Linked DNA regions of Mus musculus: region 2 is linked to region 1. Evidence: chromatin contacts called from public Hi-C data. All regions are on one chromosome and are shown on one strand. The core of a region is the stretch at or near the end of the contact, and the rest is flanking DNA. Distances in the headings are between cores, read along the strand shown. Region 1 has its middle 14 kb from the start of C530043A13Rik. Region 2 has its middle 65 kb from the start of C530043A13Rik.

Evidence for each region. Hi-C and Micro-C count contacts between places; a contact is called where the count stands out from the background.
Region 2: a Hi-C map of uterus shows a contact between it and region 1, with 1.8 times the contacts expected there. The contact joins two enhancer-like sites. A contact is called at or near these places in 1 of 39 promoter capture datasets (cancer-associated fibroblasts), 5 of 484 Hi-C or Micro-C datasets (cerebral cortex, nephron progenitors and uterus) and 2 of 115 datasets of contacts at active chromatin or transcription factors (embryonic stem cells and extraembryonic endoderm stem cells).

What each region holds. Positions count from the first base shown.
Region 1 is chr1:73,513,473-73,517,788 of GRCm38.p6, forward strand. No RefSeq gene overlaps it. Among named protein-coding and RNA genes, the nearest start is that of C530043A13Rik, 14 kb to the right of the region's middle. Within about 2 kb of position 3,054, at least 19 of the 459 cell types and tissues checked have an H3K27ac peak or open chromatin away from gene starts, as enhancers often do. A contact at or near this core is called in uterus, where this site is marked.
Region 2 is chr1:73,592,584-73,596,601 of GRCm38.p6, forward strand. No RefSeq gene overlaps it. Among named protein-coding and RNA genes, the nearest start is that of C530043A13Rik, 65 kb to the left of the region's middle. Within about 2 kb of position 2,613, at least 7 of the 459 cell types and tissues checked have an H3K27ac peak or open chromatin away from gene starts, as enhancers often do. A contact at or near this core is called in uterus, where this site is marked.

The DNA.
Region 1 (4,316 bases), core at 1,804-4,303:
CATTCAATCATTTTTCTATGGTCTATGTCCTTTTCCATAATGTATCTGGTGTTAATCATATGTACTAAATTATGCATAGGCACAGATGTTAAACAGGAGATTCTCCCAGAAAGTTTACTAGAGAACATAATTTTGCCTTCCTATACATGCATCCAAAAAAATTCAAGACATACCACCCTTTCTATTCTTCAAAATCAATTATATTAAGAGTATATTTAAATAGAAATTATTTGTTTGTTTGTTATTAGGGGCTAAAATTAACCTTTATAGTTTTGCTCAGAAAGGGGGATACATATAGCCTGATACAGGTGGGATTTTGAGTTGCTAGATACATTTGTTTTGAGAGGGTTGCCATACACCTAGTACAGAAAGTAAGGAAATAGGTTACCAAGATGGTTATTAGAAGTGAAGGCACATGCAGAGCCCAATTGATGCCTGCCTCTTAGGCTTGCTGGCCTTGGGTCTCCTTGAGTCCTGCCCTTCACATCCCCTGAGGCATGTAGCCTTGTGGGAAGAAGCAATCTGACTGCACGTGCTCTCGAATCCACACAGCTGCCAAGCAGCCTCCTCTTTGGCTGTTGCCAAGCTGACCTTTGTTCAGCTTCCCACGAACCATTATTTCATAGAAGCAGCGAATCATCAAATTCTCCAGTGTTTTTTGACTTTGTCTTTTCCCCTCTTACTGATCCATTTCTCTTCACTGACCCATAAAGAAATAACTAGAGACGTACATACAAGGTCAGGGCCTTTATCCTTTATGATCCAATGCACACCCCACTATATACACTGCTGTGGAGTTTCTCTTAAGAATTCCAAACTGAATGAAGTTACACCCCAACACACAGTTTCCCAGTAGGAAGAATTCACTGTATTTACATTTTTTCTAGTTGCTACAGAAATTAGAAACAGTGGCAAAAATAGTCCTAAGAAGGGGTCCTTTGTGCTCAAGTGTTTTAAAACAAGATTTTTCATAAGTATTTACTCTGCCCAGTGTGAAGTTCTGAAGTGCATAAGTTCACCAGAGCGATGCCCACTGCTTTTCTGTGGACTTTCCAAGAGACTCACAAGGCTCCTGTTTTTCGTGCCCCATCTGGCCATAAATTGCAATCGACATTAATTTATGAAAACAAATGACACCAGCCTACTTCGCGACATTTTGAAATGGGAGAAATAGGCAGGGCATTAAGGCAGGAGTAAAATGAAAACATTCAGACCCCATAGTTGCCCTGGCCACATCCCAAACGACACAAGGACTCTGAGTACCCCTAGCTCAATACATTCTGATCTTGCAATTTACAGAGATTTGGTCACAAAGACATGAAGTGAGGTCTTTGTCATAGTGTGGCAGGAAACAAAACACACGTGGGACTTTCCTCAGAGCAAACTAGAATCACCCTTCCATCTGCAGCCTTTGTGCCAAGGGTGATAAACAGGGATGGAGAAAGGAATCAGGTCATCTAGATGAAAGGATGTGTAGCTGATGGCTCAATTAGTCCCTCCTGGATGGGAATGAATTCATTCCTGGGACTATCGTCTAAGACTTCGGAATGGGTAATTCCAAGTAACAGCAAAAGAACACGTGTTTGATACTTGTTTTGTTGCTGGGTCAAAATACTCAACAGAAGCAAATTAATAAAGGAAAGGTTGATTTTGGCTCAAAGTCCCTGGATCTAGCCCATCATGATGGGGAAGTCAAGGCAGCAGGAGCCTAAGGTTGGTGGTTGCCAGTACTGCATTCATTATCATAAATGAGAAGGCTTACCCTCAGGTGGAATTCTTCTATTTAGTGTAGGATCCTAGTCCATAGAATGGTAAGTACCTTGCATCTTCCCACCTCAATAACCTAATCTAAATAATCCCTCGCTCTCTCACAGGCCCAGGGACTTGTTCCTATTGTGGTTCTAAATTCCAACAAGTTGTCAGTCAAGATTAAGTATCACAAAGTGCTTCTTAAGCACAAAGATGTAGCCATGATTTTAATACCTTCATTGTGTTATCTTCTCTGCCAGCCTTAAGCAGAAAAGATGCCATTGATATATAATGCCACAGTTCAAATAACTCAGGGACAGATGTGAAGTTGGTGGGCTTAACCACGTGTCTGTGACACAAGGCGAGGCAGCTGGATCTTTCTGGATCTTCACTTCCTTGGGTGCTTGGATCTGACACATCTAAGTTTCTCAGGCATGAATACCAGAAGTGAAAATAGGTGTAAGCAAAAGACTCCCTGGAGTTCTGGAAATATAGTTCAGCAGATCTATAAGGTTCCTGCTTCACCTACTCAGATCTTCATCTTAAGCCTACATTCTTTGAGCATTCATCTGCTTAGCTCCCTGCAGTGAAGATACAAGGAAACAGAGATTGGCGGTGCATTCTGACCCAACTGGAAGACACAAAGATGGCCATCCTCCATCCATGGCTTCCAAGCCAAGAGATATGACTCAAAGGGGCTTACCATACAGAGTTGACTGTGAGGCAAAGACACAAGACTATGAGCCTGCAATTCCCCAGAGAGAAGTCAGAGCCAAGGAGCTCAGAAACAGGACCATGTGCGAACTGTGCATAGCGTTAAACACTGTCACTCCACCCACTATTAAATGTGGCTCAGTGAAAGTGAGTTAGTTCTTCCCCCTGCTCCAGGGAGCAGTAAAAGACACGATGGATGGATTCTGCTCCTTCATTGGCTGACACATCACGGTAGAGAAGAGTCTGCTTGTCCCTTCTTCATCTGGATGGGGTTCCTGACTGGAACAACTGAGAAACAGAACCAATCAGAAAAACTTTGCCAAGGACTTTCCTCCAAAAAACAGTACAGGACTGCATGGTTCTGCCTTTAATATCTCACACATAGGATAGACTTTGTTTCTTTCATGCAGTATTGATCTGAGTGATCCTACCCAGCCACCTCCTTGGTTGGCACTGAGGGCCACGAAAAAGTTCTCTCCCATAAGAAGCCATGTTGTCCCGGAAGATGAAGTGAGAGTCTACAGCCCAGAAGCCGGTCTCCACTGCTGGTGAAAAGACAGGGCCTGTTCTAGACTTTCCCAAGGCTGACTCAAGAGAAACACAAATGCTGTGAATCACTCCATGTGGAGGGAGGCGATGAAAGGTCTGTAGAGCCAAGGGGGAAAAGAGATCCAGGAAAAGATTTCAGAGATAAAGAGAACGGGTCCTCAGCCAGGCAGCTTGGGGAGAAGAGGGAAAGGGAGGCTCTTCAACAGATGTTTTATTAACTCGCTGCTGAGCAGGAGCGAGCCAGCTGTGGCCTTCTGAGGAACTTTTTCCATCACAGACCCTTGGCGTCGAAAAAAGAATAAAGTTGAAAACGGATGGCACCAGATTGTGTCCATGATTTATCAGTTTAATCTTGTCACCACGAATCAAAGAAACCCATTCAAGGAGGCAACAGCAAAGCAAAGAAATGGATTCGATATGAATCAGTTATTTGCGGTCAATCTGGGAAGTTTCTTTGGAGTATTAAAAATAAAATAAAATAAAATAAAATAAAACCCAAGGAGAAAGGCAATCCAGTGGTTTCTCGTGGCAAACTTTCAGGGGATAAAGAATTTAATTTGGGTTAAGTTTGGAGCTCAGTGGTAGCCTGCATGTGTGAAGGCCCTGGGTTCAATTCCCAGCAGCACACAAAAGTGATAATTTAACAAAGCACAGAGCACCGTGTTCTAAGGATGAAACACTGTCACAAATTAAACAGGATAAAATCCCCAGGCCAGGGGCGGTCCTCAGAGAATGTTCAGGACAGTTGTGGAGATGCCCTGACTCCCTTGACTGTGGTTTTCCTGTCCTTCTGGAAGCAGTAGGACCAGAAGATAGAAGTCAGAACAAATTTCCTTTGTGTTTCTCCTTTATAGATTATATCCCTGTGTTCCTATCTCAGGGTCTTTGCACTTGCTGTTCTGAAACCCTGCGGGTATCTGCTCCTTGTCTGGCTGGTTCCTTTCCCTGCTTTCGGTGCTCACTGCAATGTCCTCTCCATGTCGGTTTTCCTGGGGGGCAGTGAGGGGGGGTGCTCACCTCACCGAAAGACATCCCCTTTATCTCCAGTCTCCTGTATATTTACATAATAGTAATACTTGAATTATCAAAATCTTGATCGTCAGATTATCAGAGAAAAATCACAAAAGGGGAAAGGAAAACCGAAAGAACTCTAGATACAAATGACAGATAAGTAAAGAATTGCTGTATGACCCTGGAGATTCCTTTGTTCTGACGTCTATCTTCTGAACTTACTGCTTCCAGAAGGACAGGAGAAGCATCACAGGAGTCAGAGCATCCCCACAGCTGTAGTGAATGGTCTCTGA
Region 2 (4,018 bases), core at 1,363-3,862, 79 kb after region 1:
ATACTTGCCACCCTAAGTTTAATAACGTAGAGTAACTGATATAGTTACTTAATAACTTATGGCAACTCTCAACTCATTTGGATCTTCTTTATTTCACTGTTATTTTAGATAATTATATACCTATAATTGCAGAGATCGTGTATATATAGGATGTTTTTATATATTATATATTTATATATGACTTCATTGATAGAATATAAGCAAATTATCTGATATTTCTGATATATATAAAATATGTATTTTGAATTTAGTTTTTAACTACTTATGTCTGTAGATAGAAGTAAATCAATTTTTATACATTGAATTTTATATAGTAACTTCACCAAACACATTTATGGATTTGAGAAATTTTTGTATAGAGTGTCAGCATGTCTTCTCACCATCAGGTTTCAGCTGGCGACATCACCATGAAGATGTTTGGAATGTAATCTTAGGTTTCTTATGTTGCAAGTGACAAGAGAGACTCTAGTGAAGAACTTCCTTTCATTCCCAGGCGTCCTATTGCTACCCCCCAGACTAATTGTCATTGAGAGTAAGCTCTGTGGAAGCCACTGGCTAACTCTCATGTAGCAGAGGTCATTAGAAGGCATTAGGATAGCTCTGCATGTCACAGGAAAGGATATACTTTGAGACTTGAGAAAAAGACAAGACCCAGAAGGACAGTGGGAGACTCACCGATGGTCTGTAACAGGATGGCTTCTTTCCCTTGTGGAGCTTCCCTCAAGATCCAAATTCCTTTGAGAGAAAATCATTGTCTCTTAATTAGACCCAGCCTTTGGCAATGCTGCCAGTTAGCTGAGAGGCCCATTGAAACTATATACAATGCCATAGGACTGGTATCCCAAGGGAAACTCAAGATGCTGTTACAGAAGGGATAAGGGATGGTGGAGAGGCAGCATAAACAGATGGCCTCCATAGATGGGACATAACTAAATCTTTCTAACCTCAACCATCCAAGCAAGGTTGCTGTTTTGTTTATTTGTAATGGCAATGGAGATTTATGCAGTCTCAGACAGTTCTGTTTTCCCCATCTAACCTGCAGAAACGTTTGTGTTCATTGCTCACAATGTGACCCAAGTTATTTATTCAAACACAAAAGTACATTTTCTAGCTTGGCTTTCCTGAGGCTCCATACCTGTTCTCGCCCATTAATATGCATGAGAGTGACTGTTGGACTAGTTCTGATTAATAAGCAAATACATTTCTGTCTGGCACTCTGGCCTTTATGTTCTGTCTCTTTCTAGGGGTGGTGATGTGTTTACTTTACTATGGTTACTTTGCAATAAGAGACCTAGTATTTATCCTGATACACTCAGTAACTAAACTGCATTCTCTCTGCCTGTTGAACTGTCGACTCCGGCCTTGAGCACACATTGCATATAAAAGATGTTTGTGGGTTTCCTAGGTGTTTTTAATCCACAAGCAAAATGGATCTGGGTCATTTATCCCAGAAAATTTTCTTAAGGGGAGACTCTTTATGAAAATCAAGTGAGGGTGAAAGTCTCCATTCCCTGCCGCCGTCCGTTGCTCATCTTCTGTATTTACTGCCTCTCTGGTTTGCATTAGCGTGCTGACAAGCAGAGCTGTAGACATTTTCACCCACACTCCAACTGCTGCCCTGACTTCAGTTCCAAGTTATGAAACCCAATCTAAACCTTAGAGAGGCGGCTTCAAGCTGGAACTTTAAATCTCAGTTTATAGAGTCCCCCAGGATGATTCCAGGAACCGAGTTGGGAAGGTCCTGGGAATTAGAAACCAAACTACCACCCCCTTCTTCCCCAAGAAGGCTCTGAGGACATCAGAAATGAAACTCATAAAAGACCATTTTCATGATGCCCCAACTGAAAAGAATAGCAAGGGAACATATCTCCCATCTCCCGCCTGGAAACTGTTTATAACAAATCCCAGACTCAATGAGGTGCCTTATTCTTCAAGGTTACTTGGAGGGTATTTTGCAATTCTCCTTGGTCACCTGTTTCAAAATATAAGAGCCGAAAGCCAGGAAAATCTTCCTCATTTTCAAACACAAGTTCTTTCCTCAATCCAGAACATTTGGGTAATTAAAGTGTAACATTTCAGTCCTGGAAGAGGTTCTAAATACCATTTCGTCTGGAGGTCACCGCTAGTGACCCGGAGATTGAGACATATTTTACCAGGGCCATAGAAAGTTTAGTTCTCAGTGTTTTTTGTTTTGTTTTGTTTTTTTTTTATTAGTTGCTAATACCTAAATATCGAAACAGTTTCTTCTTTTAAAAATCGCATATGGCTGATATCTCTAGAGAACTTGCAAGACCTGGAACCAGAATGATCCTCCTTCTGGCAGCCATGAACAGACTTGAGGGCTCTTCAGATTGGAAGGAAAACAATTAACTCCCCATTTACCATGGAGCAGAGCAGGGCAGCTGATGCGATTGACCCTAAATGACTAGGTGCTCTTGGCAGGCATAGTTGAAATCCCTGGTTTTGAATCGGAAAGTGGCCTGAAATGACCAGCGCACCCTCAGCATGCCTCCTGACCTAGGAGGAACACTTCTTCAGTCCTCTCTGTGCTGACCGGGGGACGCTGGAGAAGAAAATAACACAAAGCAGGGAGGAGACGTCAGAAAAGCCAAAGCCTACGATTGATTGCCATGGTCTCACAGTTCCTGGTCGTCCCTGGGTCAGCTCAGCAGGATATTTATAGAACTGTCTGCTATGAGATGTGAAGGAAGATAATTGGGGAAGATAATTGACTGATCCAGGACCCAGGAAAGTTTCCAGGCCAAGGTTTTTAAGACCCAGAATCATTTTTTTTTTTTTTTTATGGCAAGAAGGGAACGCATGTGTGCCTGGATGCGTGTAGTTTGTTTCTGGACTGGTTTCAATGCTTTTCCTCTAGAACAAGGTGAATAAGGGTGGCATACCTGTTTATAGCTATGGAGGGAAGCCCAGAGAACATGAAGAAGGGACTCACAGGAAATATGAAGGGAATATAGGAGAGAGAATTTTGCCTATCAAGAAAATAAAACACAAAGTTTGCAAAATGGATGATTATAAGAGGCAATTCAAATCAAAGGTCATTTTGTTGTTTTTTTGTTTTTTAAAAAAGGCAAGTTTATTTCTCAAGAAATGGTTAAAGTTCATTGGTATTAGTATACAGAAATGATTTAATTCTTTGAGTCTCTAAAAAATGATTGACTGGCAGGAAAAGTACCAATTCTGTGATAATCACGACTTGCCAAGCTAGGAGCAAGCCATAAGGTGAACCTGAGGGTAACACTTACAACACTGAATACTTGATCTCTGAGGCCAGAGCAGGCTGCCACAGGCTGGAAAGGATGTGGCGCCAGCAGTTGACACAAGTGCCACTTGGTCCTGACAAGAACAGAACAACCCTTTGAGAATTATCAACCTAGAACCCATAGGTCTGAAAGCACACAGTGGTATATTTATTATGCACCCATTTTTGTTTGAATGCCAGAAAGTCTTCTAACATAGAGTGTTTCTTTTCTCTGATGGTGAAGAAATTTCTAACTATATTAGAAAATGTATGGGGCAGAGAATATATGCTAAGGTAATTATTTATTAATATTAAAAAACATTCTTATTACATCTGTGCCCTACCCCTTTGCAAACTTGTATTTAATGTTAGCAAACTGAGTGGGTATGAAAGCTGTCCATGTAAAGCAATCCTTTTCAAGAATCATGGCATATTTTTTAAAGTTTTGATGTTTAAAGGGCTTCAAAATGTACAACAAAAATGAAATTAAAAAAAATAAAGTCTTGCAACCCTATAGGAGGAACAACAATATGAACTAACCACTACCCCCAGAGCTCGTGTCTCTAGCTGCATATGTAGCAGAAGATGGCCTAGTTGTCCATCGTTGGGAGGAGAAGCTCTTGGTCTTGAGTAGATTATATGCCCCAGTACAGGGGAATGCCAGGGCCAGGAAGTGGGAAGGGTTAGGTTGGAGAGCAGGATGGGGGAGGATATAGAGGACTTTCAGGATAGCATTTGAAATGTAAATGAAGAAAATAT